Linked DNA regions of Bombyx mori: region 1 is linked to region 2. A link is a contact called in public Hi-C data. All regions are on one chromosome and are shown on one strand. Each heading gives the region's core, a stretch centred on a gene start, on an enhancer-like site or on the middle of the called end of the contact. The rest is flanking DNA. Distances are from core to core; before and after follow the strand shown. Region 1 holds the start of LOC101740354 (myotubularin-related protein 3). Region 2 overlaps LOC101740354 (myotubularin-related protein 3).

The links. A called contact is a pair of places that touch in the nucleus more often than the background predicts.
Region 1: a contact with region 2 is called in a Hi-C map of midgut, with 1.9 times the contacts expected there. The contact joins the promoter of LOC101740354 here to the enhancer-like site in region 2. A contact is called at or near these places in 5 of 7 Hi-C or Micro-C datasets (middle silk gland, midgut, an unstated tissue and 1 more).

What each region holds. Positions count from the first base shown.
Region 1 is chr16:12,199,317-12,203,307 of ASM3026992v2, forward strand. It overlaps LOC101740354 (myotubularin-related protein 3), which reads right to left and starts at 2,541. Exons shown (of 21, transcript XM_062673111.1): 1 at 2,243-2,541.
Region 2 is chr16:12,149,365-12,153,338 of ASM3026992v2, forward strand. LOC101740354 (myotubularin-related protein 3) reads right to left here. Exons shown (of 21, transcript XM_062673111.1): 4 at 3,011-3,186. Among protein-coding and RNA genes, the nearest start is that of LOC101743625, 29 kb to the left of the region's middle. Within about 2 kb of position 1,792, at least 1 of the 8 cell types and tissues checked has open chromatin away from gene starts, as enhancers often do.

The DNA of each region.
Region 1 (3,991 bases), core at 1,291-3,790, 51 kb after region 2:
TATTTGCGTATAAGCGTAATAAAATTTTATCGAATAACCTAAGAACAATGTCGAATAGAACGCATTAAAATCGATCCATTATCCACCCACTCGTTTGGGAGACATAGCTACAGAGACAAAAGCCCAGTTAAACCTTTCATTTAAATGTCAATCACATTCCAACCGCGGGCTTTAATCGGAAATATCATATCCAATTTTTGACTTGAAGAAAAAAATATCTATATATTAATACGTGAAGCAAAAACTTCATACCCCTTTTTACGAAAATTGCGCGGACAGAGGAGTATGATATTTCCTACAGTTACAGAGAATATAGAGAAGGAGTGCAGAATGTTAATATTTTTTTTAAATTATGCCTAAATAATACATTAAATCAGTAAAAAAACATTATACACACTACCCTGTCTTTGACAAATACAACACACGCATGCATACTATTTGACTATTGTCAAACTTTTCTTATTACTTAAAGTCTGTGGTCAAATTGGGAATAGATTAAATAATGTTTGTCTTTATTATAATAATATTTGTCTTGGCGAAATCTGTGATCTTTCTTTGACAATAGCATCATAATGGTATACAAACTTACAATTTCAATTAATTATAGTCGAATTTCGACTACTGTGGGACCACTAGTATTATTTAAAACGACAAAAATCTAATCATAGTTTCTTTAACAACTCATAATCTAAACTATATTTGTAAAAGAGCATCTGTCTGTCAACGAAGCATTAAATATGCACAAATATTAGCTACGACAGAAAAATAAAACTGTATAATATCTTTCCATTGATAGAATCTACTACTACAATGAGTTTCCGTTCGGATCGTGAGAGAGAAAGTCGTAGTGTCGGCGTGAGTAGGACCCGGTGTTCCCAGAGTGCAATGTCATGATCTGAGCGAGACATGCGCAGACGGTGGGATAGCGCCACGTGGCAACTATCCATTGCATAACCTCCTGCCCGGTGCGGTCCTAACCTTCTAAGCATCATCGGCCGTTCGAGAAAGTTACGATACCAATGGAATCCTTTTAAAATACTATTATTTAGTTCATAAATTATTAGAGCAGGTAAGGTAAATACTACAAAGTTTTACTTGCTTGGGTTCCATAAAGGATTTGAGTAGTAAAGTAATGTCTGTGACATACTATATTTTAATTAGATTAATTGAGATTCCTTGCGTGTTTGCCAACAATTAGCATGTTGTTGTCATTATTATTGCACAGGTAAACGAACCATGTTCATCGAGATCAGACGTAAATGTACGAGGTAAATGGAGTATGTGTATATTAAAAACCACATTTTTACACACACACGTTCAAAAAAAGTTTGAGAATCATCTAAATATTTAAAACTAGTTTGAAATGGTTTGTTTTGTATCAATTTGGCTAATTTCGTTTCTCTATCTTACGGTATTGAGTACTAGGCGCACATAAATTTCAGAAGATGTTATATGTGAATTCCGCAGACAGATTGAACTAATATACCGTGGTAGGCCATGCGGCCATGTTGCAATGACGCTGCGCACACATTAGAATTCTTGGACGGATACGACCCGACTTGTGTAAATTAACGTGGAATGACCAAGGATTTTTACTCTAGTACAATACGAAATACAAAAATACAATCAGTCTTAAAAACTCAATCCCGTTTTCGTAACAACTATTTAGATAAACTTAGAATGAAGTGTTGATTCAAATAATCCATTGGTGGTACCAAACCAATTAGCCAACGATTTCTTAAGCTCGTGACCTCGGACGAAATCGTACATTGAATTTGAACAAAGCGATATCTACATTCGATGCGGTTTAAGAATTTGAATTATTCCATATTATATACTTAAACTAAGAAAATATTGTTTATATATTTCGGATCAAACTATACTTATCCGCGTCTGTTCGCAATTTATTTTAAAATGCTACATCAATTACTGAAACCGAAATGTATTTAAAGTTATTCCGATAAACAACTACAGAAAATGACTCGTTGAAATGGATGCGACTATAAGCCCGCCATAGTGTAACGTGGACGCCACGAGTGCGCCATCAACTATCTGCCTCTATTTCATTAGATTTTTTTTAGTTATAAAGTTAACTTAAACAGAACACTGTTTACACTCTCGCAATACTATAACACTGTAGTAGATCGTGACGTAATTTCCTCAAGCACCATATTATTATGAAGCCATGTGCCGAACACGTCGGCGCGCCAACGATTGCCATATTAGAAATTCCAGAGCAGACCTTATAAAACTTTTGTTTCCCGTTTTCACTCTACAAAATAATCCATTTACGTTTGTCGGAAACTTCGCGTAGCCACAAATATGCGAAATGGATTTCGATAAGAGCGCGGGTGTAGTATATATCCATATTACGGTGGATGGGTAGCAAAGTCGCACGAGACACGCGACCGACGCGCGCGACAGCTGCGGAGCAACTGGAGGCGCGGTAGTACCGCGGGGGGCAGGGGCGTCGAATCGCGAGGGGACACCGGCGGCGTCTCAACCGCGTCTCCAAGCTACTATAATGCAGGCGAACCGAGAATTGTGCAACGTCATCAAACACGCGCGTATACAATATCTGCAAAAAACATCCACACTTTTCGAACACAGTTCGTAGGAATTACTAGTATTTAAAAGAATGTCACAAGCGTCTGGCAATTTAATACTTGAAAATAGTTCTAGGCAATTAAAAATCCAATTGAATCAATTTAATAAAAAATAAACAAATCATTGAAAACAAACACGCGCTTCTATCTAGTGAATCAGTGTATTCAATCTGTCATTGTTTATGAGATAAGATTACTCGTATACTCTACATGTCATCTAAGCAGGAAGGATTAATCGAAAAATGAGTCACGCGGACCGGCATGAAAAAATTATGGGTCATGACCATTGTTCATAATGCATCCTTACATTGTAAAAGGTACTGCAAGCGCTTAAGATTTAAATTCAGGCGGATACAAAGTTTATACCTACTTCCTTTCGGTCCCAAATCGCATGAGGGCTCAGTGCCCAGGACAAAATTACATGAGAAACGAAATGAAGGCAAGGTTCACATGCTTGAATACAGATGTCCTTTTCTGACCATCAATACTTTTTATCTGTCTGCCTGTCGATTTTAATACAACTAAATATGATTTATTAAAATGGTATGTGAAGATAGCGCTCGATCGTAAAGAGGTCAAACGATTCCGAGAGCTTCATATAGTTTTATTTAATACAAACCAGATTAAAAGATCCCACACTACTGACTAAATATTTAGAGCACGTGATTTACTGGTGGTAGGACCTCTTGTGAGTTCGCACGGGTAGGTACCACCGCCACGCCTATTTCTGCCGTGAAGCAGTAATGCGTTTCAGTTTGAAGAGTGGGGCAGCCGTTGTAACTATACTGAGACCTTAGAACTTATATCTCAAGGTGTGTGGCGCGTTTACGTTGTAGATGTCTATGGGTTCGAGTAACCACTTAACACCAGGTGGGCTGTGAGCTCGTCCACAAATCTAAGCAATAAAAAAAAATCCCACAGTGACTGACTAAATATTTAGAGCACGTGATTCTGCTATAGACGTGTTATTGGAAAAGACAGATGGTGCAATTGCCTTAATATCGGATTATAGGATGCTTCAAGGTTATCTTTCCGTATAAGAACATATCTAAGGGTGATGGCAGATAGCAATTCTAAACGCTATATTTTTATACCAACAAACAAAAGCTAAACGAGAATATGTACAATTTATATCAAACGCAAAGATGGAACGAATAGGTTTTGTACCATTGCTTTTATCGCAGAATACCAGATTGCAGTGGCGTGCACGGTTTTAATCACCATAGCGACAAAAGTAACAATGAAAGCGATAACAAAAATATTTACTTTGAAATCGAATGTAAAGGTTTGTATTCACATACACCTACACCAGTTGTTCGAATGAAACATTGACGTCATGTAACACAATCAGTAGCGCTATTGTGAAAGTATAATAATGGAATGTA
Region 2 (3,974 bases), core at 542-3,041:
GTCATTCGCAACAACATCTTTATATCGACGCTTGAAAGGCAAACGTGACTAAGCGACTACGCGTGAACTTTACAGTAGACTAATTTAAAGTTGAAATACCTGAAAAAATTTTATTTTAACGAATCTAGCTGTAGCATTGAAATGATTTTAATAGACCTAGAAATATATATTTTTTGCGCATCGAATATGGTTATTGCCTATCATTTATGTACAAAGCAGTTATTGTCGCTTAGTCACGTTTGCCTTTCAAGCGTCGATATATCGACTCGCCCGCTTCGCTGGGCATTTAAAATTAACGTTATTATTTATTGTCATTATTATTCAACACTCATATAAATATTAACCTATCCATTAAATACATGTATTTACTACATGGATACCAAGTTTCAAGTAAATCGGATGCATGGTTCAGTAGTTATAACGGAACATCCGTAAAAACCACTGTAGATTTATATATTAGTAGTTACAGATATCGATTTATAACATTTTTTTAAATTATTATTATTATTAGGTTCACACAAGGGTCGTTTTCAAATTTGGAGCCAAAAGCGAGTTATTTGATTTAATTCTCATAACCTTAATGTTACCGTCATTATAAGTACAGTAAATTTGTTGTCATGACAACAGGCACGTGGTCCTATAACTATATATTCGTAAACACGGTTAAATTAGGAATTATATACATTAAAAACTTCCCCAAATTTCATTCGTATCACTGGTTTGAAATTCAAATTCTAATTTGTTTGCTATTTTAACAGTAATGCGTGTTGGAATTCGGCAATTTTATTTAATCAGTATATAAAACAATAATAAAGGAAAAACTAACTGGATATTAGAACATTGTTAAAAACAAAAGAAGTACGATTTCTAAGCTTTCTAAAAAAAGTTCCTATTTAAATTGTCATCCGTGTTGGCGTTATCAAATGCGTAAAATGAAAAATATAAATGGATATTATATTATAATACTAGTGATCCCGCAGTAGTCGAAATTCGACTATATTTAATTGAAATTGTAAGCTTGTACAATATTATGATTCTATTTCATTAATCACAAATTTCGCCAAGACTACACTGTAGAAAAATATTAATAAAGAAAAACAATATTTAATCTATTCTCAATTTGACCCTAACGTCAAGAACAAAAGTTTGACAATAAATAAATAGTATGCATGCGTGTGTGCGTCAAATACATGGTAGTGTGTGTAATGTTTCCTTTATTGATTTATTGTACCTGTTAAGCATTATTTAAAAAAAAATTAGCATTGTGCACTTCTTCTCTATATTCTCTATAAGTGTGGAAAATTTCATACCCGTCCGTCCGCGCAATATTCGTAAAAAGGGATACAAAGTTTTTACTTCACGTATTAATATATAGATTATCAATAAATGAGAGATTGACTTGATTGTGATGAAGAATTTTTTACTCTGAACACGCCTAAATACCAAAAAATATATGAACAATTAAAGAAAGTTTAAATTCATGAAATCGTTATTTTTTTGGCGCCAAAATTGAAAAGGACCCACAACTGGATAAAATCTGCACACATAAACATTGAACTTATTTAGAAAAAAAAAAAAACATTACAGAATTCACCCTTTTGGGTGTGAGCGCATAGCTACCAGATAACGATTTCGGGATACAACAAAATAATAATTTAAAAATCATTTAGGCAACGGTTATCTTATTGTTTTTAAGGAAAATTTTACATATCACTTTCTTTGGGCTGTTGCCAATGTTTTTATCTGTCGGTAACCTCAATTCGGCGTAATGACAACAACGCTATCACCAACGTTGGCCCGCGCTTGACCAACGGTTGACCGAATCGGACCTAAATGATAGGAGCTGTACCAATGAAAATATGTAGACTTGTTTGAAGGTAAAAAAAGGTTAAAATATTCCGTCACACTTGATGCAAGATAAAGATAAAGAAGCCTTTATTAACAACCTTAATTCATATTTAGGTAATTTTTTTTTTCATTTGATATCGGCTAAGATTGTTTTGCTTTCGCATAGGCCTCCCCCAAATCCTGACATAAGTTCCGGTCGTGGCATTTCCTCTTCCACGTAGAGCCTGCAACGGCCTTTATATCGTCTACCCACCTTTGGAACGGTCGTCCTTTTAATCTTTTCCCCTCTCGAGGGTACCATTCAGTTACTTGATGTAAGTAATCTATAATTGCCATAGAGGAATTGGTAGACAAAACTAGAACGTAGTTTGGTAAAAAAGTCATAGGTGCGACACATGTGAACTAATTGGAGTGAAGACTTTCATACTCCGAAAGTGTTTAGGGATATTGGAGTATTTTCTTCGATTCTCGCGACTTGTAGACGTAAAACAACTTCTACCTTTCAATACGTATAATAAAATAAATAAAATGAGAATAACAATAACAATGACAATAAAATAAAACGTGAGATCATGGATTGTCATCGTATTACTTCTGACTTTCACGGGACAGTCGTCCGTGACCAAGAAAAATGTAAAGTATTGGAAAAGTCCGAGATAATAATATTATTATAATATTAATTATAATTTTAGAGGATATTGCGTGGAGTTCGAAACTTTAAAAAGGCGATACTTTAGAAACCAGAACACTGTGAGACACGCGGAAATACTATGTACAATAATAATGAATCTTCGCAAAAAAATCTTACATGTCAATCACAACTGGTCATCTACCTATACTAATATATAAATCTACAGTTTTTACGGATGTTCCGTTATAACTACTGAACCATGCATCCGATTGACTTGAAATTTGGTATCCATGTGGAAAATACATGTACTTAATCGATAGGCTAATATTTATGAGTGTTGGACTCCCTACACCAGTTGCGGGGGCGTTAATGATGAGAATATTTGTGGGGGTGAGAAATAATAATGTTAATTTTAAATGCCCAGCAAAGCGGACGGGTACAACTAGTTTTCTTATATAAGCTAATTCGTTTAGATTATCTATTACTGTTATTACCAGGGTATCATATCCACTAGCAGATGATGGTACTTACTTCAATTGGCCACCATTCTTGCAAAGAATGATCAGATGCTGTATATCCCGAATCTCCAAAGCATCGATGAGACGCAAGGGAACGGACGAGCCGGGTCCGTGTCGGCGTCTCGGCTGAGCGTGTAATCTGTAGTTCGACATGGCGATAGTGCCGCCATCTGCCGTTCTACTGACCCACTGCGAACAAACAACATCTATTTCGTTTATGCATTCCTAGTACATCTAACCTTGTTTTTTCTATACAAATGTTAGGAAGCGTCAATTGGCCGATCCTGTAGACCGAATGGTAAACAGTCGACGTCGCCCAAAGCACGTCATTACGGATTCTCTCGATCCATTAACGGTGCTTTTAGGCACCACAAGCACCGGTCACCGTCCTCGTCGAACCCGTCGCTTGCGACTAAGGGCTCGACGAGCGAATTAACCCATAGACACAGCCCACTGAGTTTTTCGCAGGATCTTCTCAGTGGGTCGCGTTTCCGATCCGGTGGTGGGGAGTTCATAGACACGACGACGCTACCAGCTAAATGCTACCAGTTATCAGCCAAATTACTAAAGTGGAAATTTTAATTGTATCGGAATGGTATTGCTTTTCGGAGCCAGAAGCAAAATAGTTTTTTTTTTAATTATAAGTACGTTGTTTTCTTGTCTGAAATAATATTAGCACAGTGACTCTCAAAGTTGTCGGACTGTGCCTCAGAATTTAGGTATCTATGTAATTCATGTTTACAAAACCTTTTTTTAGGATTGAAGGATTACTGGTGGCCCGGAGGCCTTTCCATTTTCACTTGGACAGGTGGGCGAGCAACAGCACTTGGACAGGTGGCTCAGCCAGGAGGGGTGGGATTTGCTAACAGTTGCTCGAGCGCCTCCGAAGGAGACCTAACAACTCAAGAGCAGCTGCTTCGCGAATGAATCTGCTACCGGATCGAAATGCATGGGTTAATTTTTACAAAACTGTCGAT